Regions from separate parts of the Mus musculus genome. Here all the other regions are linked to region 6. A link is a contact called in public Hi-C and HiChIP or PLAC-seq data. All regions are on one chromosome and are shown on one strand. Each heading gives the region's core, a stretch centred on a gene start, on an enhancer-like site or on the middle of the called end of the contact. The rest is flanking DNA. Distances are from core to core; before and after follow the strand shown. Region 1 overlaps Pla2g4a (phospholipase A2, group IVA (cytosolic, calcium-dependent)). Region 2 overlaps Pla2g4a (phospholipase A2, group IVA (cytosolic, calcium-dependent)). Region 3 overlaps Pla2g4a (phospholipase A2, group IVA (cytosolic, calcium-dependent)). Region 4 has its middle 37 kb from the start of Ptgs2os2. Region 5 has its middle 59 kb from the start of Pdc. Region 6 has its middle 57 kb from the start of Ptgs2os. Region 7 overlaps Pla2g4a (phospholipase A2, group IVA (cytosolic, calcium-dependent)).

What was found. HiChIP or PLAC-seq counts read pairs in DNA pulled down with a chosen protein or histone mark. Hi-C and Micro-C count contacts between places; a contact is called where the count stands out from the background.
Region 1: a contact with region 6 is called in a CTCF HiChIP or PLAC-seq map of the NIH/3T3 cell line, with 14 read pairs. The contact joins two enhancer-like sites. A contact is called at or near these places in 1 of 15 datasets of contacts at CTCF or cohesin (the NIH/3T3 cell line), 3 of 484 Hi-C or Micro-C datasets (embryonic fibroblasts, pancreatic cancer cells and uterus) and 2 of 115 datasets of contacts at active chromatin or transcription factors (the NIH/3T3 cell line and pancreatic cancer cells).
Region 2: a contact with region 6 is called in a CTCF HiChIP or PLAC-seq map of the NIH/3T3 cell line, with 10 read pairs. The contact joins two enhancer-like sites. A contact is called at or near these places in 1 of 15 datasets of contacts at CTCF or cohesin (the NIH/3T3 cell line), 1 of 484 Hi-C or Micro-C datasets (embryonic stem cells) and 2 of 115 datasets of contacts at active chromatin or transcription factors (the NIH/3T3 cell line and pancreatic cancer cells).
Region 3: a contact with region 6 is called in a CTCF HiChIP or PLAC-seq map of the NIH/3T3 cell line, with 26 read pairs. The contact joins two enhancer-like sites. A contact is called at or near these places in 1 of 15 datasets of contacts at CTCF or cohesin (the NIH/3T3 cell line), 2 of 484 Hi-C or Micro-C datasets (embryonic fibroblasts and pancreatic cancer cells) and 2 of 115 datasets of contacts at active chromatin or transcription factors (the NIH/3T3 cell line and embryonic fibroblasts).
Region 4: a Hi-C map of pancreatic cancer cells shows a contact between it and region 6, with 2.4 times the contacts expected there. The contact joins two enhancer-like sites. A contact is called at or near these places in 1 of 15 datasets of contacts at CTCF or cohesin (the NIH/3T3 cell line) and 2 of 484 Hi-C or Micro-C datasets (nephron progenitors and pancreatic cancer cells).
Region 5: a contact with region 6 is called in a CTCF HiChIP or PLAC-seq map of the NIH/3T3 cell line, with 11 read pairs. The contact joins two enhancer-like sites. A contact is called at or near these places in 1 of 15 datasets of contacts at CTCF or cohesin (the NIH/3T3 cell line) and 2 of 115 datasets of contacts at active chromatin or transcription factors (embryonic fibroblasts and embryonic stem cells).
Region 7: a contact with region 6 is called in an HNF4G HiChIP or PLAC-seq map of pancreatic cancer cells. The contact joins two enhancer-like sites. A contact is called at or near these places in 1 of 484 Hi-C or Micro-C datasets (nephron progenitors), 1 of 115 datasets of contacts at active chromatin or transcription factors (pancreatic cancer cells) and 2 of 9 other capture datasets (adipose tissue and liver).

Annotation. Positions count from the first base shown.
Region 1 is chr1:149,855,560-149,858,338 of GRCm38.p6, reverse strand. Pla2g4a (phospholipase A2, group IVA (cytosolic, calcium-dependent)) reads left to right here. Exons shown (of 18, transcript NM_008869.4): 14 at 655-894. Among named protein-coding and RNA genes, the nearest start is that of Pla2g4a, 100 kb to the left of the region's middle. Within about 2 kb of position 1,363, at least 60 of the 459 cell types and tissues checked have an H3K27ac peak or open chromatin away from gene starts, as enhancers often do. A contact at or near this core is called in the NIH/3T3 cell line, embryonic fibroblasts and pancreatic cancer cells, where this site is marked.
Region 2 is chr1:149,875,106-149,878,172 of GRCm38.p6, reverse strand. The region is part of intron 8 of Pla2g4a (phospholipase A2, group IVA (cytosolic, calcium-dependent)); the gene reads left to right. Among named protein-coding and RNA genes, the nearest start is that of Pla2g4a, 85 kb to the left of the region's middle. Within about 2 kb of position 1,407, at least 35 of the 459 cell types and tissues checked have an H3K27ac peak or open chromatin away from gene starts, as enhancers often do. A contact at or near this core is called in the NIH/3T3 cell line and pancreatic cancer cells, where this site is marked.
Region 3 is chr1:149,831,919-149,834,729 of GRCm38.p6, reverse strand. All of the region lies in intron 17 of Pla2g4a (phospholipase A2, group IVA (cytosolic, calcium-dependent)), which reads left to right. Among named protein-coding and RNA genes, the nearest start is that of Gm23535, 130 kb to the right of the region's middle. Within about 2 kb of position 1,554, at least 22 of the 459 cell types and tissues checked have an H3K27ac peak or open chromatin away from gene starts, as enhancers often do. A contact at or near this core is called in the NIH/3T3 cell line, embryonic fibroblasts and pancreatic cancer cells, where this site is marked.
Region 4 is chr1:150,200,951-150,203,854 of GRCm38.p6, reverse strand. No RefSeq gene overlaps it. Among named protein-coding and RNA genes, the nearest start is that of Ptgs2os2, 37 kb to the right of the region's middle. Within about 2 kb of position 1,619, at least 12 of the 459 cell types and tissues checked have an H3K27ac peak or open chromatin away from gene starts, as enhancers often do. A contact at or near this core is called in pancreatic cancer cells, where this site is marked.
Region 5 is chr1:150,259,060-150,261,890 of GRCm38.p6, reverse strand. No RefSeq gene overlaps it. Among named protein-coding and RNA genes, the nearest start is that of Pdc, 59 kb to the left of the region's middle. Within about 2 kb of position 1,455, at least 9 of the 459 cell types and tissues checked have an H3K27ac peak or open chromatin away from gene starts, as enhancers often do. A contact at or near this core is called in the NIH/3T3 cell line and embryonic fibroblasts, where this site is marked.
Region 6 is chr1:150,041,534-150,044,551 of GRCm38.p6, reverse strand. No RefSeq gene overlaps it. Among named protein-coding and RNA genes, the nearest start is that of Ptgs2os, 57 kb to the left of the region's middle. Within about 2 kb of position 1,276, at least 28 of the 459 cell types and tissues checked have an H3K27ac peak or open chromatin away from gene starts, as enhancers often do. A contact at or near this core is called in the NIH/3T3 cell line, embryonic fibroblasts and pancreatic cancer cells, where this site is marked.
Region 7 is chr1:149,911,735-149,914,783 of GRCm38.p6, reverse strand. All of the region lies in intron 3 of Pla2g4a (phospholipase A2, group IVA (cytosolic, calcium-dependent)), which reads left to right. Among named protein-coding and RNA genes, the nearest start is that of Pla2g4a, 48 kb to the left of the region's middle. Within about 2 kb of position 1,608, at least 18 of the 459 cell types and tissues checked have an H3K27ac peak or open chromatin away from gene starts, as enhancers often do. A contact at or near this core is called in pancreatic cancer cells, where this site is marked.

The DNA of each region.
Region 1 (2,779 bases), core at 114-2,613, 190 kb after region 6:
TAGAACACAGAATGAGCCCTCCCCTAGAGTTGATCTGGGCATAGTTTGCGAGGAGGAAATCATTTGTCATTGCTTCTCTGGACCACTGGTGAATTTTAAAACACTTTATATCATTTGTTTAAATTACAGAGTTTTAAATCCCCAGACTTTATAAGCAGGTCATAAGATCGATGCATGAGAGTGTTTATTTATCAGCAGTCAGATGGTGGGTCTGCTGTCCTGCCTAGCTTTGTGTAATTCTTGGATGTTTATTAAGCAGGATATGGACTCTTAGGAAAAATTAGAAAACATAGGTGGTAGTATGAAGTAATATGGACTCTCAGTGTGTGTCTGTGTTGTGTGTGTGTGTTGGATGAAAGAGAGCTAGGGAGAGGGAGAAGGAAGAAAAATTTTTATGTGAAAAATTTAAATAGATCCAGAGGTTTCAGTGAAGAATATAGACTGACCTTGTGTGTAGGTAAAAGGTAACTATGAGGACTTGAAAACAAAAAACGACTGGGCATTTATATTCTGTTATATTATTTTATTTTATTGCACAAAAGCCCTAGAACTTTAGTTTTAATTTTGATGATTAACAAAGCTAATAATAGCCAAAACCTGTACATTTTGGCACGTGTGTAAATATTTGGCATGTGGCATGTTCCTCCCCTTCAGGCACCGAGAATGAAGAAGCTGAAAAAGAGTACCAAAGCGACAACCAAGCAAGTTGGGTCCATCGGATGCTAATGGCCTTGGTGAGCGACTCGGCTTTATTCAATACCCGAGAAGGACGTGCCGGAAAGGTGCATAACTTCATGCTGGGCTTGAATCTCAACACATCATATCCACTGTCTCCCCTGAGAGACTTCAGCTCTCAGGATTCCTTCGATGACGAGCTCGACGCAGCGGTAGCAGGTATGTAAGCCGTCTAAGCTACTTCAGGATATCTTTAATTTTAATTGGGGAGAAGCATTGTAATTATGGTCAACATTTAACTAGACTCAATTTTAAGAACATTGACTTGTGAGAGACATTACTACTACTGCTACTCCTACTACCACCACTACTACTACTGCTACTATTGAAGAAAAATACATTGGTTAGGTAATGGCCTAGCCATGCTAGTATAGAAAATATTCTTTGAAATACTTTCTTAATTGATCAGGGTTCCCCTAGAGTCAACAGGAAACCTCTACCGTGATAATTATAGAATAGTGTAAAGTAGGGAAATAGGTGCTTCCAGAGTTGTTCCAAGGATTAGAGAAGCAAGTCCGAGGCTTCCAGGAGTGACTCCAAAAAACACCAGACTCATTCCCCAAACGCCTCCACAGTCGTGCCTGGCAACGGAAAGAGAAGAAGCAGCACAGCTATGTCTCATTTCCTCCTTTCTATCCCGTGGGCGGGCCTCTTTGGAAAAGGCCAGGTCTCTACAGATGGGATCTTTGAGGATGCGATGAAAGTTCTCTAGGCCTGGCGCCCCCTTGTGGTAACAGGGAACGTGCAGCACAGGGGTTGGAGTGGAGCCTTCTGCAGTGCCCATCTGGACAGGGAAAATTCCTCTCCAGTTTTCAGGCAAGACTAGGAAACCTTGTGAAGTTGCTTGGTTAAGAATCTAGTCACTTTCACACTTGTCCCTAAGTGAAATTCCCAAGTGTAGTAACCTTTTATTCTTCAGTTCCCTGTGACTTACAGATTAAATGTTACGTTAGCCTTGCTGGTAAGTTATATGGGATACATCTTTTATATGGTGGCCTGAAATTTTCCTCTCAATCACCCCATCATCTTATCTTAGTCGTCTAAATATCATTTCTTAATCATCTCTGTCTTAAGGTCATTACTATGATGCTGTAAAACTTTAGATCAGATAAACAACAAAACTCCCTGAAGCTTTCCCATTGCCTTTGGAAATTATTATAGGCTTCAGAATTTGTTGTTGGTTTCTGTTTGTTTGACTTTAAGGGGAACAAATGTTGCATTTTGTATTGCGTGCACGGCCTTAAATTCTTGGATATGAGTTACATTTTTTCTTTATTTCTTTATTTCTTTTTTCAAGACAGGGTTTCTCTTATAGCCCTCGCGGTCCTGGAACACACTGTGTAGACAAGGCTGGCCTTGAACTCAGAAATCTGCCTGCCTCTGCTTCCCAAGTGCTGGGATTAAAGGCGTGCTCCACCACTGCCCGGCATGAGTTGCTTTTAATTATACATTTATTATCCCCAAATCTATGCAGATTATCTGTAATAAAAATCTAATTGTGATAGAGTAAGTTTACCCGAACTAAAAATGGATTAAAACATACAGCTGGAAGCATTATTTTTCTTGTTTTGTGACTATACTGTTTGTCTTAACTGTCCTGTGGTAAATGCTTCTTCTGAAACTCGTGCTTTACGGTGACTGCTGACAGAATCAAGCAAATCATACTCATAGCTGTTAGATCTATAAAGGACCTTCAGCTACTTAACTTTCTAGACAAAGAATATCAGAGAAACTAGTTCTGTTGTCTTTGTTCCAAATGGCTCAGCAAATCTTGGCTTGGGCCACAGGTCTCAGGGGCTGTTCTAAGTCTTCCCTCCATCACACACCACCCATCCCTGTGGCTTTATTAGTCATTGTTTTGCTGATGTAAGAATGGAAGTTTTCTTGGTGTATACTTCGTTTCATCTCTTTTTCAGTATCATTTTGCCAAAACAGTTCATCTGAGGTTTGCACTGCATACATCCTAGCAAACGTTCCCCACATTTCAAGAACTTCCTGGTAGTTTTATAGTATCCAATATGCTTTTATTTGTCAGTGTTAGGAC
Region 2 (3,067 bases), core at 158-2,657, 170 kb after region 6:
TTAAACACTGACTTGGGGTAGACTCATGTTCTTGTGATGTGGGTTAGACCTGTAGTCATTGCGTTTGTCATTGATTTGGGCAGTATCTTCTTATATAATCTTGTAAGGAGTGTGATAACGTGCCATATGAAGTGTCAGAACGTTTTACATTTGTACACACTTTCATACAGACATGATGTCAGCTCTACTCCTTTTCATTTGAATATTTGCTTTACCATCTTTATTCCATTTTCATGAATGACCTTTGGTCTTTAAATATTTGTGATACTTGCTCACTCACAGGCTACTCCATGTGTATATATTGTACATATTTTCCTTTATTTCTTTGGTGGAGTAAGGAGGTAAGGGCTGTGATGTGTCAGACATACTGTCCTTTTAGGTTCTATGGCATCCCATCTAATCGCTCTCTCTTCTGTGACTCCATTATTTACTTACATGGATTTCTTCCTGACTCTAGGCTTTCTCCATGACTTCCATTTTGCCATATTATATGTGCACAACAAGCTTCAACAGTTCCACAAACCTTTACAAATTGACCACTTGGCGCTGTTGTAACAGTTTAGTTTGTAGAATCCTGAGAAGAGTTAAATGTAACAGACAAAGAAAAGAGAAAGAAAACTAATAGAAATAGCAAGAGAGGTGAGAGAAGAGTCTGGAGGGAAAGATGAGTCCCAGAGCACAGGCATGGGGACAGCTCTGAGAAACAGGCTAGCCTGAGTTTGGAAAATGTATGTGGTTTTAATTAGGAATCACTTAATTCAGTTAAGTCATGTCCTTTCGGTCATGGAGTTACATGAAATAATGCAGAAATTCAAATGTGGCAATGTGAATGCTTGAAAACGTGGGACAGAAAGGAAAAAAAAAAGGACAGACATTGTTTGAGGAGACTACAGGGCTTCCTTGTTATGTTTTGCAAATTTAAGAGACTTGGATATTGAGGTAAATGTCTGAGGTGCCGGGAACAGCACAGAGAGGTAGTTGAAAGACAACAAAGGAAAAGGTCATAGACCATGAGCAGAAAAGATTTAGAGAGCGACAGATCTCAAGTAGAGGCCACATACAGGGAGAAGTCAACTCTGAAGAAGCATTTCCCGGGGTACAAGAAGGGTGGCAGGTAGTTCATGCTAATGAATCTTCTTTGAGTAAGACAGGTAAGAAAGTAAAATGAAGAATTCAGAAAGACTTGGAAAAACAAACTACACTTCATTGTTCTGTAATGCTTCATGTTCATAATTTGGCAGAAATGAGTTAGTACAAATATATGTGGAGTAGCCCTGGACCTCCCAGACAGTTCTCTGTGGTCACAAAATTCAGTTTCAGGTTAGTCAAAGGTTCGCTTATGACTGTAGCTACCTTTACAGTAATTATTTCTGAAATTATTTTTGGATGGTTCCTATGACTCATTAAATATAAACTCGGGAGACTTGGCATGAGTAAGCACAGAGAGTCACAGTGCTAATTCTGTGTTCTCTTGCCTAGGCTCTTAACAAAGCTCTCTCCCACAGAGAAGCTGTTGTCTTGTAGTACTGGCAGAGGCTATATAATCTTAATTACCATATTTGTACTGGATTACTGTCTAAAGAGAAATCAAAGTGTCTCTGTGTCTATAGACAATAATAATAGTGTCTCGTCCATTAAATTGGCTAACATAAAATTTGAGAATTAAAGCTGTTCACTAGTGTGGAGGACTCCTAAGATACTGTGGACAGTCTTCTCAAGTTTACAGAATCTTGATTGAGAAAGAGAGTTACTTTGGCATGTTTTTGATATAGAAAGTCTGTATGTATGCACCCAAGGATTCTAATTCAGCAAATCCAAGGACTGGGACACTAATGCGTTGAAATGTGCTCTGTGGCCTGTAGTATTGGAAGATAGGGTCTACACCGAGCCTTTTTCCTTCTGGAATGGCATAGCACTGAAAAGTTTACACTTAAATTCATTTATATAGAAATAATGATGTATCTTCTATAAAAAAGTTGAAAATTATAAGTAAACACTTACAGGTTTTTATGTGAATAAATATATGACCATTTGATTCATTGATTTATACACGTTCTGCCAAAGACATTCCTTAGAAACTTGATTAGTAAAATTGGGATCAAAATTAAGGCTTAACTGTAGAGTCATAATGTGGAGTGACATATATGAACTTCAGGTGTCCTTATATGCATTAACCTAGAGGTATTTAGTTCTGAGTCAATCCAAAGAGACAGAGGCATTTAATCTTAAAGAGATGCAAAGAAAAACTAGTTGCCTATTATTTTATTTTTAGCTACCACTCAAGCCAAAATTCAAATCCAAGTAGACAATGATATCATGGAAAGGATTCCGGCTCACTCTGATGAATTCTAAAGAATATGTACTCATAGGGCTAAACAATAAAGACCATTAATTTGGAACCAAGGTTTTTGCGTTTTGGTTTTTACACCAGAACTTAAATTCCCAATCCAAGTGCTTCCTGAGAAAAATGGAAAGTAGAGATAGAATGAAATTGAATGACTCTACTTCGTCATTTGTAAGATAGAGGCAGAGGAAGAAGGGAGCCCTTCTCCATGGGATCCAGAGAACAGTGAGCTCACATCACAATACAGTGTATGCATTATATTCCCTCGCAAAGGCCTTTCTCTGACATGGACAATTGAAGATTTTCATCAACCTTTAGCTGTTGAGGAAAGACTTTTCTTAACTTGCAGGAGGGATAGATTAGTATTGAGAGAAACACAAGGGAGGAGAGAGTCTTTTGATCTTGCTTGAGGCAAGCCTTTGGGAAGAGTACTTGTTACAGTTCACATTGATTTATTCGCAATTCAACTAAATATAGGTGAAGAAGTTGTACTGCAGTGTACATAGAATTTAGATAATTTATATCTGTTGGTGTACAGTGAGGAATGACAATTTCCAGAGACAGAATGACCACATCAAACCCTTCTCACTTGGGTTTTTAAAAAAATCACACTGTGACTCGACAGCTCCCCGATGTGAAGCATTGCGTGCCTTATTTACATTTATCCTGTATCATTCAGGGAAAGACTTAATGGTCCTTGTCATAAAACAGACTACATTTGGT
Region 3 (2,811 bases), core at 305-2,804, 210 kb after region 6:
GACAAGAGAACATGTTTCCAAGGCTTTTGTTGTTGTTGTTTCTGAGACTTTCATTCGAGGGTGTGTTTTCTGAACCCTAACACCCCCACACTAATCTGCCTTTCATGCCCTGTGTGACCTTATCCTATCTCATTTGTACATTGGTTCAATGTGTCTTTATTACTAGATGTGCCAGGCTATGTTCAAAGACACAGAGACATAGAGCACCAAAGAACCAAAAGCCCAGGTTGCAATCTTATCACTCAGGAAGCTAAGGTAAGAGGTTCCTGAGTTTTCTCTCAGGAAACTCTGTTTCAGAGAAAAGAAAAGAAAAAAACACCCAAAAAACAAAAACAAAAACAAAAGTATGAATACCTTTATTAACCAAATATTTTCTCCTAAACATTCAACACTTAAAACCAGCCAAAGAAGCATGATGGATAGATCTAAGTGTGTGTGTGTGTGTGTGTGTGTGTGTGTGAATTTATAGGCATAGGAATCAAGTAAAAAAAAAAAAAAACTAGAAAAAATGCCAGAAGTCACAGTTTTGGAGTGGGGACTGAGCTTAAGGCATAAATCTTCCTTACTCTTTTCTCTGTCAACCATTTCTCTCCCAAGTGGCCTTGTTACTTAGTGTTCTACATTCACTTTCTTTTCCAACCAAGCCAACCAGTTTCCATGTGTTTCATATGTCCTGCGTTTACCACAGCATTCCATTCTTAGCTTTATATGGTTATTCATGGAGAAAATTGCTTGCCTCCTCTGCTTATGAAATAATATGTGTTTAACTCCAGTTATATTTTCCTCATGGTTTATCTGGGCGTTTATTAATCTAGAAAATATTTGTTATATGCCTTTCATAGTCTCAGTGCTGTGGTCAAACACTAACAGTCCTGGTTTTCATGGTATTTCAGACTTACATAAAATCAAACATTAGTCAGGAGCCTCACAGTAATTTTTATGAAAATAGTAGTTGCTTCTTATGATGGTAATTATTTTTATTCCTCTCTAAAGGTGTGTCTTCTCTGTAAGGTTACACCATAACATTCTCTCCTGGACTGCTGTTTTTAATTTGATACTATAAGCATCTCAATTTGTCTATAGACCCCTCAAAAATCATTCATTTCGGTGGAAGGGAGGAAGATCTTCTTTTCCAAGTTTAAAATTTTTTTTTTACTTATCTACTGAAAATGCTGTAGTATTAAGGGAACTGTTTTTTTAAAAAGAAATTGGAAAGCTCTTGAATGGTGTAGAAGAAGATGGCATGGATAATACTTGGGACAAGCAGTGAGGATACAGAAGGTTAGGAAACAATGGATATTATTGGAATAAACTGGCAAGGGAGGATCTGAAACCCCATGGAGGGAGAGAAGCAATTATACAAACCCTCTAAGGTCATTCCTGGCTTAAAAAAAAGATAGAAAGATACAGATACTACATAAGACATTTTAGATTCATCCAGATGTGTCACGTAGCTTCTAAAAGCTTTACAATTAGCAAGTGATTTAATACTAAGTTTTTCTTGGCCTGGAAGCATTAGGTTCCCAGGGCGGCAGTAGGGCTGTTTTATGAGGAAACAGAAGCCTGTTCAGTGCTTTCATAGTGTTAATATGCCATCTAGTGGTTCAACTTGCACACTCTTATCCCAAATGACTTGGATTTTTAGTTATAAAGGCAAACCCTAGAATGAATATATATCTCCCATTCATATCTCATTATATCTCTGTGATACCAACATTGCTAGTTTTTTCTATCTTCCTTATTTTCTTATAGTGTAAAATATTGAACACAGTGCCCCCATATACATTAGGCAAATAGTCTACCAATTGAGCTAAAAAAAATCTTGGTCTCCAAACTTTGTTCTCTCTCTCTCTCTCTCTCTCTCTCTCTCTCTCTCTCTCTCTCTGTGTGTGTGTGTGTGTGTGTGTGTGTGTGATAGAGAGAGTCAGACAGCCATCACAAGTGTACTATTCCCTGGGTCTTTTCTGTTCTAAAGCATTTTGGATGGCTGTTTTACCCTTCCCTGCACCAAGGGTATACATCTGCGTGAAGGAGCAGAACTGACTGGTAACATGGCAGCCAGCCAGAATCTAGAAAGACAGAGACTATTAAAAGTAAATACAGAAGGTCATTTGAATAGCAGGATTGATTTGCCAGTTCACACAGTGTAATGAGCCCATTCTTGCCCATATTGACTTCTTATAAGCTTTATAGCTTCCTAACTTTCATCACACACAGTTTATAAGCAATGGTATGAGCACATGTCTGTTGCAGGATATTTCTCTATGTGCTAGTCACTGTCCACAGCACTTTCTAGCAATATTCTCCAATTCCTAGCAACCTAAGATTAATAACGTTATTATTGTCTTAAAGAAGCCAGGAGTAGAGAGACGGGTCAGCAGTTAAGAGTCCTTGATCTTCTTGCAGATGACTCAGGTTTGGTTCCCATGCACTGTCTATAAATATTTACAAGGGATCCAACTCCCTTTTCCACACTCCAGAGACACTGCATACACATAGTGCAATTGTATGCAGGCAAAATACTCACACACATAAAATAAAATACGTAAATCTTTAAAGAAGAAGAAACAATCTGAAGTGTGTAGGCTGATTTTCATCTATTTCACAGAACCTGGACATGAATGGGCCAAGGAGGCCTTTGACTCAAGTCTTTTTCAATAGATCTGAAGCCCAGAATGTGTTATGTCTCTCTTATGTATGGGTAAATGCATTCTGCCAACATGTAATTAAAAGACTCTGTAATATTTGACTCTGGTTCTACAAGCAGAGACTAACAATATTTTTTAACCATATGAAAGACTCAAGTTTCTT
Region 4 (2,904 bases), core at 370-2,869, 160 kb before region 6:
TGTATGACTTTCAGTTTAGTGTTTTGATGGAAGTCCTGAGTGTGTGTGCCTTCTCTTTAACTCTCCTGATTGTTTGTCTTGTCTAACATCAATGTGATAGTTTTTTTTTAAACCTTACTATATTTTATTTTGTTATATTTTGATATTTTATATTAGAAACTGGTTCTTTTCTAATGAGAGACAGAAAGGGAGTGGGGTGGGGGGAGTGGGAGAGGAATTGGGAGGAGTAGAGGGAAAGAAGACTGTTATCAGGATAGTTTATGTGAGAATAGAATTTACATTCAATGAAAGAAAAAAGATTATAAGGAAACATTCCTTTTTCTTAATCAACTGCACTTGTATTTTATTTAGAAATGATTTCCTGTTCCTGCCTCCTGTATCTCTTCCCTTCACCGTATCTGTCTACATGGGCTCAATTTACATGTATGCCAATGATTTATTTGAAACGTCTATTTGAATATATCCTTTATTTATTTTATCAGTTACATGGGATTTTTTTTTCATTGCGACAGAAGGAGTAGGGATTTTCCAATCTTTAATCTTCAAAAACTTCCCTTTAAATTTCTTGTAATTCATAGTTGCAATGTGGGATAGCCCCATGATCCTTTGATATAAATGACACACACACACATTAAAAGTCACCCGGTAAGATGTGTTCTCGTAGTCACCAAGATCTTTCTCTATGCTTGGTGATTCACAGTAACAATTTGTTCAAGCACCAATGAAGGAGAAGCTACCTAGGCTGACATGTCTTTGAACCCAGTGTAAAATGGCCTTACAACTCTAGCTGTCATGCCAACAATTCTATTTCTCATTGTTTTAGTTTTCTATGATAGTGTAGGCTTTATGGTAACATGTTTTCTTTTAAGATGCCTTATTCTCCATGAGAGGCCTGACTCTAATAGATACCACTTTCCATGGTAAGGTCTCTTCTGTTTGTTTATTTTTGTTTTTCTTTAACATTTTCTTAAAAATAAACTTTTAGAGAAGATGAATTCGAAGTTCCATGAAAAATTTGAATTTGTATGATTACATTACTCCTGAATTATTCTGTAATGCTTTCTATCATGATCTACTACTTATTAGAAGAGATCAATATAATAAAGATTTAATAAAGTTCCATGTTGTTATTAAAAAATCTTTATGGACTTTTTTTTAAACTAACTATAGAAACCATAACTACAATGTAGCCTTTATCTCAAGGGGTTTAGCATTCTTTTGATGAATTGCATTAGATTTCTCCAAAATCCTAGCTGCTTTGGGAATGAAATCAGAATAGAAAAGTATTCAAAACATTGAATATGGTAGAATTTGTTAGAGTCAGACCAGGGCCTGACTCATGATGAAGCCAAAGATGTCTTCCTAACCCAACGCTTACATTTAGGTCCCCAGGCCTGTGGACCCCCACTACCTAAAAACTGTCCAGCCCTCCAAAACACTTATCTATCCTAAATTTAAGCAACAGTGAGGGCTTTAGCATGTAAAAAAACTTGAGGCCACTCACAGAACTAAGATAAATTGATGTGCAGAAAACAGTGAGTCCAAAGCCTTTAGAAGAGAAGAAACACAGAACACAAACAATTGTCCTCTTGTTTAAAAAAATGTTATCTTAAAAAGCAGAACCTAAGTGTATATCATGACTCTCCAGGAGAGGGCTGTAGTATGCTGTATTTTTTTCCTCAAACAATATGATCTTGGGACATTTAATATTTTTAATGCATCAATGAATACTTTTTGGTAAAATTGCTAGGCGTCAGTTTTTGTATATCTAGCTATGAATTCGCTATGGTTCAGAATATAGTGTATCTCTGCTTATCATCTGTTCCACACCACTTAGCATCTTAACAAGGCATTGTAACTAAATCACAGGGAAAGGAAAAGATAAGAAAAATCAGATTACTTTTGCTTGTCACTTGTAGCTCTAGTTTCTGAGCTGTTTGAACTTGGAGAATAAGTCCTTTATTTGATTGGATAGTCAATATAATGCCCCTTGGCCCTTTTCTACTTTCCCCAACACTGTCTTTCCCCTCTAGTGTCATATAGGAGTGATGCTGTTTCTATGGTAAATTCTAGCCTACTGTCCATAGCTGCTAGAGTCTAGGTGACTGTCTGACTTAATTTGGGTCATCAGGAGTATGATACTAGGATGAAAAGAAAGAATAAAAAAGAGAAAGGAAGAAAGGTTGGATTGATGGAAGGGAGAGAGAAAGGGAAAAAAGAAAGTAAAAAGGAAAGTTATCTACTGATTAAACCTCCATCTGGGGCTCCATCAACATCTCTAAATCTATAATGTTTCTGAAATTTTCTAGGGAGGGAAGACCACAAAGAAAGCCAAGGAACCACAAATAGAAAGGAGGAGAAAACTTTTGGAGATGTCCAATAAATCACTGCATTTATCGTGACTAAGAACAAAAGAGAGAATTTTAAAAAAATTATCTTTAATCTTTTTTAAAAGTTGAGTCATTATCCCCCTCCTGTTCCACCCTCTGATAGTTCCTCATCCCATTCCCCAACCCCCACCTCATCCCTGTCTCCCAGAGGATGTCCCCATTCCCACCCCTACCCTGCTAGGCCTCCCCACTCCCTGGGGTCTCAAGTCTCTCCAGGGTTAGGTGCTGCTTCTCTCACTGAGGCCAGACCCCGCAGTCCTCTGCTTTATATGTGTCCAGGGTCTCATATCAGCTAGTGTATGCTGCCTGGTTGGAGGCTCAGTGTATTTGAGGTCTCAAAGTTCAGGTTAGTTGAGACTGCTGATCTTCTTATGGGATTACCCTTCTCCTTAGCTTGCTCCATCCTTTCCCTAGTTCAACCACAGGGGTCCCCAGCTTCTGTTCATTGGTTGGGTGTAAGTGTCTGCATCTGACTCTTTCATCTGTGTGTTGAGCCTCTCAGAGGGCAGCCATG
Region 5 (2,831 bases), core at 206-2,705, 220 kb before region 6:
TAGAGGCCTTACTTAGTTTCCACCTTCTTAAAGCTTGATGACGGGGACTAAATTTCAACATGAGTTTCCATGTAGGAGTTTTGGAGGAGACAAGCGTCTTTGAGCCATATCAGCAAGGCATTACTTATTCTGAGCCTTAAAACCACTTCCTACAATTCATGACCTTGATGAACTCCTCCATATATATTGGAGAATCTTTGCACTTAAAAAATGTATTAAGAGATTGTTCAGAGCCAGGGAAATAATGGTCAATTAATATAGTGATTACTTCTTAAAGGACCCTCCACCAAGGACAACCATTTGAATGAGAATATTGCTAATAAACTCTACTTTATTTTAACTTGGAGCTTTCCTTTGCTTTCATTTGTTCCTTTTATAGGTGTCGTTGGTATGATCACTGGCTTGCAAGTGGATGAAAAAAATAGACCAAGGTTTTCAATTTTATTTAGAGGTAGAGTTTTAGCTGATATTGGAGGCCATACTATATAGCCTTTTAATGTGTATTTATTTTTACTAAAGTGACTCAGTAATTGACATTGGCCATATGACTTTCTAGAAATATTATTTAAACATTTTTGCTAGAAGAACAATAAAATACTTAGCTGCTCCTTCACACTTTTTAACACATTATCTGTGCTACCACTGGTACAGGCGATGAAGTTTGGAGAAGTTTAAAAAGGCAGGGTAGAAAGGTAGATTATTGTAGAGTAAATTTCTTGAAATGGAAATCTATGAAATGGTTTTTATAATAGAACTCAAATTATAATCAGGGAAAAACAAGTGTCAGCAGCAAGCCTGAACTTTGAATTTCTCACTGGTTTGTCAAGATGAGTCACCATGAAATCAAATCTAATGTATAGGTAGGAAGTTTAGTCAGTGAAGCTAGTACTGCACGTTGATTTAGGAAAAGCTATGCAAAGGTAATGCATTGAGATTTGCTTCCAAGGATGCTGAGGGTCCTCGGAAAGCTGAGAAACCAGTTTCAGCACATACTTTGATGCTACTGATCTCTTGGACTGGGTGATTGCTTGTTGTGGGGACTCCCCTGGTCATCTGAGAATTTTTTTGACATTTCTGAACTGAATCCACCAAATGTCTATAGGAAACCTGTTGCCACCTTAGTTACAACAACCAAAATATCTCTAAATATTATTGTCATCAATGTCAGACACCCCAGTAGCCCCTGGTTGAGCACCACTGATTTTGCACATAAAGGGTAATATGGTATAATTAGAGAAATTGTCCTAGTTTTAGTGTCTTAACAAACAAGCCAAGCCATAGTGTTGCAATCTGGGCACAGGAAATTGCTAAGTTCTTTCAAGGAGATGGCTTGATTCATTCTCCAAGTGATGTTGACTAGCCTTGGGAGATAAGCACAGATAATGCTTTGACTACTGTAGGACAGATATCATAAAACCCCATACCTGATTTACTGAGGGCTCAGTGGTGACTGTACATTTTTCTGAGATTCCCTGAATAACACAGACACAATAATTTCAGATGAGTCACTAAAATTATAGCTTAGGAAATACGAAGCATATTAAAAATACAATTTAAAGCCGACTCATGTTTTACTTTTCCACTTCAAATATCAAGTGAATTTTTCCTTTTTTCCACTTGCATTGCTTTCGGTAAACTTGCTAGACTTAGCTTTAGTCATCTGCTGGGCTGAACAGCAGTGGGTATGACTGTCTAGATCAACTAGGCAGTTTTGAGTAGTTTTAAAATTTATGCTCAAGGAATGAACAATGATAGAAACTTGAACCACTGAAAATATTCACCTTATAAAAACTAAAAACAAAAGAAAATATATTTACTATATTGGACTCAGGGACATGATCTTAATTTCCATAAAGAAAACAACTTTTTATAGTTTAATATCTTTGGGGTATAACATGGATGTAGGATGAATTTAGCCAGTTGTAGTTAGAATAAATCTAGTCCTTATTAATTTACTTTACAGATATATTTCTTAAGGATTACTAGGTGACGTGGCAGACATTTTACTAATGAGAAGCAACCAGTCAGTTGAAGTCCCTATACTCCACACTACCAGCCAAATGAACTGAGAATTACACGTAAAGTGTTTGAGTGCCATTAAATGTTACAGATATCACAAAGGAAAGGGGTATCAGTTAAGTGAAACAGAACAGACACCATAAATTTTATTGTATTCCTATTGATGACAGGATGCTTCTCACTGTACATAGCCAGCACAGAGGGCTACCAGTTAACAGTCTGTGAGGTTAGTATTTAGTCTCAATTCGCATTTGAATGTTGGAAAGGCAATTTTTTCAAAACATTTTTTCATTTTCACTAACTCTGTCAAGTTGTATATCTCTGCCTCTTAGTTCTTCTGTAATTTTTACATCCAGTGCATTCAGTCCCTGCCTTCCCTTCTCTGTAACTACTCCAGATTTATAAGACACATGAACCCATTTGCTCTAGGCAACATCATTGAAAAGAACCTACATTCTAAATTAAAGACCCTTGTTTCATGTCCCTTGTTAGACAACCAGTATGGCCTTCCTGGCTCCATCTTTTAACCCTGACACCCATCGTTTCCCTACCTATTTTGTTTTGGTTCTTATGTGACTCTGGATATCTCTTCTCAGCCTTTACTTACAAGCTACTCGATATCAGTGTCCCACCATTAGTGGGGCTTTTGTGGGGCGTGTCTTTTCTGGTTCCTTCTCCTTGTTCATTTTACCTGCTTCATGCATCTCGTGACTTCAACTACTGCCTCTGTGTTTGTGGCTCTCAATTTCTTCTACCTCATAATTGTTTCGTGATTTACTTCTCTCTAAATTTAATATATTTCTACTTTTTTG
Region 6 (3,018 bases), core at 27-2,526:
GTGAACTGTACTTTGGGACAAAAAGCCTAATGAACGAATAAAAAGCTCTGGATAATAAAACTGCTTGAAACAAATTTAGATCACCTCTCAAACAATTTATACTTCAAGTAAAACTGAGACACAAACAGCAAGGATGTTAGGTTGCCCATACAATTCCTGATGGATCTCAAAGGACTCTTTTCCTTTAGTAATTACAATGGATATTTTCTTTAACAGGTCTCAAAAAGGAGCCATCATCATGTGAACTTCTAGTTTCAATATTCAAAGTAGCACATGCTACCTTGGCTCTTCTGTTGGCTCAACCTTACCCCGACATCTAAAGAAAGTTCCACGTCAATCAATCAACCAATTGGAAATCAATGAAAACCTTTGTTCACACATCTGTTAACATTTAAAGATGCTCTATCTTCAGTATGATCAGGCAGACCAGTATGACCTGGCTACTTATTTGTATTTTCCATGAAGCACCGAGGTTCTGAGTGCCGCTGTTCCAGCTGTGACATTTGTGCAAATGCTGGTTCAATTAAAAAAGGAGAACTGAGTTATTTTTAATCAAGGGGCTATTTTTAATTTAGTCCCTAAAGAGTAATTAAATTAGTTGAAAAAAAATCACCCACCACAATCCTGCTTTTTCTTTTCTTATTTGGAGCACACGTGGATCCTATTGTCAGTGAAGCTATCTTTTTCTCTCTAGACATTATGCTACCACTTTCTTCAGTGCCTGTTTTGCTTTGGGTCACAGAGGACCTCAAAGACAGCAAACTAAAGTTGAGAAGACAGCAGCCTTCCTTCACTGAGCAAAAGATCTCATGCACATGTTCCCATAGAAATGGGGTAATAATAAAAGAATCAGAAAGAAGTATCATAGGAGGGAGAGATTGGGAAAAATCGAAAAGCTTTGGAAGATACAAAGGCAATAACCTGTTGTGTTTGGTCTTGGTATCTGTTGGTAGGCCATGTATTCCACACATGAAGGCAGAAGGATTGAGAACACAAGGCCTGTGTTACTAAATGAGACCCTATCCCAAGCCCTCCTGAAACACATAGGACAATATATTTGGGTGCTGGCATGACAGCCATTGTGTCAACCATGGCATTTTTAACTTTGAGGTTTCAGTGGTAGTTTGTAATTTCTCCAGGCCCAGCTCTGTAATTGCTGAGGTATTTAGAGCTGGAATGTTGTCTAGAGGCATTATCTGAAGTGAGATCCAGACAGGGTAAGCATTGAATGTGAGTAATGACGTTGTCAGTTTAAAATAAACACAGGTGCCAGTGGTCCTGTGTTATGTCAATGGTCATGCATTACTATGAAATGACTCCAGAGGCAGGGAAGAGGGAAGGGTCCAGTGGATTCATGGGCAAAGTATTGTGTATCAGTGACCTGAGAAATCAGGACATGGAAATCAAGAGGGCGCGTTCTACTCTTCTGTCTCAGGAAGGAAATAAAGCTCCAAATAAGGAGACTCAGCTAACAAACCCTGAAGATGACACATTTAGCATGAGAGTGCTCCAGTGACAAAGGTCACTTGGTACAGTTAAGAGAACAAGCTCGGAGCAGATGCCTCATGTTATTAAATTACTTACATCTGTGTTTCAGCTCACTCAGAGGTAGAGCTGGAGTTGACGGAGACAGTGCCCACCTTTTCATGAAAATTAAATGAGTTAGTGTTATTAAAATGCCTAGTTGTTGATATGCAATAAAGTGCTCAGAAATGGTAGCTATGTTTCTTTCCAGATACAGACACGGAGATGGTCACTGGACAGTCTAAAATGCTTCACCACCATGGTTCTAGGACTTTTCCATTCCAGCCATGTTAACATCAATTCAATAACAAAACTTCAACTCTTGTTTTTGCCACCCCTGGCCCAGATTAATTATATGATTTTATTATATTAACTCGTGTGTTAGAAAAATAATTACTGTTGATTTTTTTTGTTTGTTTAAATAGGTCTAACTATTTTAGTCTTAGTGGGCCTGGGACTCCTCATATAACTGAGGCTGATGTCAAATGTAGGGAGCTCCTCCTACCTAAGCCTCCTGAATACTGAGGTTAAAGGTACATGTTACTACAACGGGCTATAAGTTAAGGATGACTGTTTTTATCCAGTGGCAAAGTTTACTGACTAACCCACACACTGAATTCTGGGTCTATAGAAGGTTTTTGGCTACTAAGACTTACTCTGTTAGAAACTTCTGGCAAGTAGAAGCAATGGACACCTCTCTAAAGGATGCGTATTCTCAAAATTGCTTCTGAAGAAGCAGAATCTATGTACCTGATCAACTAGGCTGCCAGGTCCCATTTCTTAGGTTTAGAATTTCAGATCCATTCAGGAAACACTTAGCTGAATATCAACTGCAACATCAGTTATATGGAGAGGGGATCCCCTATTCCTCCCCTCCTTCGCCCACCCCATCCCACATACATACCATATATGCCAAAACGCACATCCTGGCATCTGCAAGCTAACTTTGTGCAGGAATTGTTGCTGGAGACATAAGAATGAACCTTCACGTCAGTGGGGTACTGGTAAAACATAAACTACTTTCAGGAGAAAATTACATCTAAAAGTTAAAAGGGAGAGCACAATGTTGTGATAAGACTTTACTGCCTACAGGCTTGAATGAAGTAGTAAAGGGTGGATGGCATTATTGGTATCTAATGAAAGAGACTATGTGCAGGAGGCTGCTTAAAAGGATCATGACTTTCATCGAAGGAATTCAATCAGCTTGGGGCAGTTTGGCAGGAAAGACATACGAGAGGAAACTGCCCTTGTGCCTTTTGTAGTTCTGCCAGTGACTCCTGTGGGCCAAATCCATCCAGTATTCATACAGAAAATGCATTGTATCTGGAGGTGCACATCCAATTTCTTTCTTTGACAGTCAGGGAAAATGTTTTGCATCCTCAACACAGAAGAGAAAGTCCCATTAACAAGTGCACCACTGCTTCTAGTTTCTGTCTGTGCCCCAGAACTGATCCTGTGTCACAGTTCTCCATACCCAAATCCTACCAGGAGAGA
Region 7 (3,049 bases), core at 359-2,858, 130 kb after region 6:
CAAGAATTCTAGGTGTTTAGAATTTCCTATAGTGCAGAAGGAAAGCCTGCAGCAAGCATTGATGATGACATCACTGGCTTCCATCTTCAGGTCCATGGTTTTATGGATCCTGGCCTTCTGCTTTTGTCAGGAAATGAAATCCCTAAGGGAAGACTTCTTCTTAGTTTGTATAACAATAAAGAGCACTTGTGAACCTCCATAGGATAATGATGTTGAGCACAGACCCATGGCTACCACACAGTGGGTGAGAGCATAGCTTTCTTTTTTTTTCCAATTTTTTATTAGGTATTTTCTTCATTTACATTTCAAATGCTATTCCGAATGCCCTCCATACCCTCCACCCCCCACCCCCCGCTCCCCTACCCACCCACTCCCACTTCTTGGCCCTGGTGCTCCCTGTACTGGGGCATATAAAGTTTGCAAGACCAAGGGGCCTCTCTTCCCAATGATGGCCAAGTAGGCCATCTTCTGATACATATGCAGCTAGAGACACGAGCTCTGGGAGTACTGGTTAGTTCATATTGTTGTTCCACCTATAGCGTTGCAGATCTTTTTAGCTCCTTGGATACTTTCTCTAGCTCCTCCATTGGGGGCCCTGTGATCCATCCAATAGCTGACTGTGAGCATCCACTGCTATGTTTTCCAGGCATCGGCATAGCCTCACAAGAGACTGCTATACCAGGGTCCTTTCAGCAAAATCTGGCTGGAGTATGCAATGGTGTCCACATTTGGAGGCTGATTATGGGATGGATTCCCGGGTGCAGCAGTCTCTAGATGATCCATCCTTTCATCTCAGTTCCAAACTTTGTCTCTGTAACTCCTTCCATGGGTGTTTTGTTCCCAATTCTAAGAACGGGTGAAGTGTTCACACTTTGGTCTTTGTTCTTCTTGAGTTTCATGTGTTTTTCTAACCCTTTGGAAAGCAAGAAAGTTAAAACTCAGGTGAATTTCAGGAAAGATTGCCATCTTTTTTACAACTGGTTTTAAAATAGTGTGTGTGTGTGTGTGTGTGTGTGTGTGTAAAATACAAACGTATGCTCATGTGTGTTAATGTTTTGCATGCATACCACAGCCCGTATGTGTAGTCATAGAGCTCCACAAGTGTCAGTCAGTTATACTTTCCACCTTGTTTGATCAGCTCTTGTTCATAGCTTCAGATCCTGGCTACCTGACATACAAGCTTCCAGGAATTCTCCTTCTTTCTGTGAGGACATTGTGACACTTAGCGGCTTGCCTGACTTTATGTGTTCTGAGGATCCATAATTACATCACCACAACTGCACAAAATGCTTTTGTTTTCAACCTACTGAGCCATCTCCCCACTCACCTTTTCCAGTCTTGTTTTTAAAGCATCAACCTAAATTCCTCCTTTAAGTCCACCTAGTTAAAGCCTCTTCAAAAGACCACAAAGTCCTAGTGATTCCCCTACACAAGCGCCCTGTTTCTAGACAACCTACACGCCCTCCCTCTGACTTTGTTTACCTTGTCTTGGAAATGTGAACATTTCAGTTAGCATTGAGTTACTTATCTGTGTGCTCGATACACTGCCTGTTGTTGTGGAACCATTTCCTGTATCCACATAAAAAATGTAAATACTCTCAAACATCTCAACTAAGAGCTTAAGGAGTACTGGGGAAATAAATCAAATTCATGAGCCTCTTTTTGCTGCCTCAGTGAGGAGAGGATTGGAAAAATAGCTTTATGTTACTCCTCCTGTCCAGATTATAAATGTCTGTGTTATTTCTGTCCACATTTTATTAGACGTTTTCTGAAGCACACAGTATAGAGATTTTTATTAGTAATTATGTACTTTAATTACAGAATTTCAAATCTTATTCTTTGGAACTGACTAACCTTGCTCTTTCCTATCTGCTGCCCTGATGTGTGTATTTGGTAATTTCTTTCTCTGGGGTCAGCCTTTAGGTTATGACTGAATATGAGTTTTTTAAGAGTTTACTAATATGTTTGGAATGTTTTTGAGTCCACCCAAAAGTTTAAAGGGCTCTAAATCTAATGAAATTATTCCCCAGCGGTCATTTCAGAGGAGATAATTTCAAGATGAGTCAAGTGTCTCCTAACATGTTTATCTCACATGTCTTCGCTCTATGTGACAACGAAGAGAACGTGTTAGGCATGGAGAAGTACCAGGTGCTAAAGTGCTAAAGTGGAATGTTTTCCTCTTCTGCTTAGAATGACACATTCTATGTGAATTTTCAAGTAACTTTAGGAGTCCATTTAGGCATTTTCCTCTGCACTTAAATTTGAAGAGTTTTGTGTGTGTGTGTGTGTGTGTGTGTGTGTGTGTGTGTGTGTGTATTAATTTAAGTCTTAGGGGTTCAGTTAACAATACCATTGTCTATTTCAATAACCTTGGCTAGGTGGGATTTCACCCAGTTTAGAGAATTTCACCCTTTATTCAATAGAGTACGAAGAAGAGGGTTACAGCAGTATAGGTGTATATAGGTGGCATCGAAGAGAAAGTTCATTTTCTGTCCCAGTAGGGATCCCTGCACCCAGCCCATGTGCTGCTTTGAAGGCTCAGCCATCATTACTCATTTTGGCCCTCATCACTCCTGTCTCATACGGGAGCATCCTTGTGTTCCTGCTTTTACTTTTATCTATACTTTGAAAGGCCCATGTTCAGTCAAGTGAGAACAAAAGCTTATTTTCCAAATCTCTCTTACAGTTGAGTTATGTTCTCAGTCTTCTTTGCATGGACTAAAAGCATTCTATTTTTTGCTGAAAAAGTTTTAAAAGGCTGTGATTAAAATGTAAAGGAATTAAATTTTTTAAAAAATGAGATTAACCTTTCTTAAGTTCCCAAAATACTTTCTTAAAATATCTGTGTTGAATAAAATAGCCCCATGACTCTAAAGTTTTAAACATTTGTATAAACATGTCTAGCATATTATTTTTAATGTTTTAAAGTTTTTTCCTGAAAATAAAAAACTGTTATGTTTTTAGAGTTGTGTAGAACTGGAATGGCTAATTAAATATTACAAAGATATAGTTGGAATATCACCTAGTATCACATCTCCATCCTTAGAAG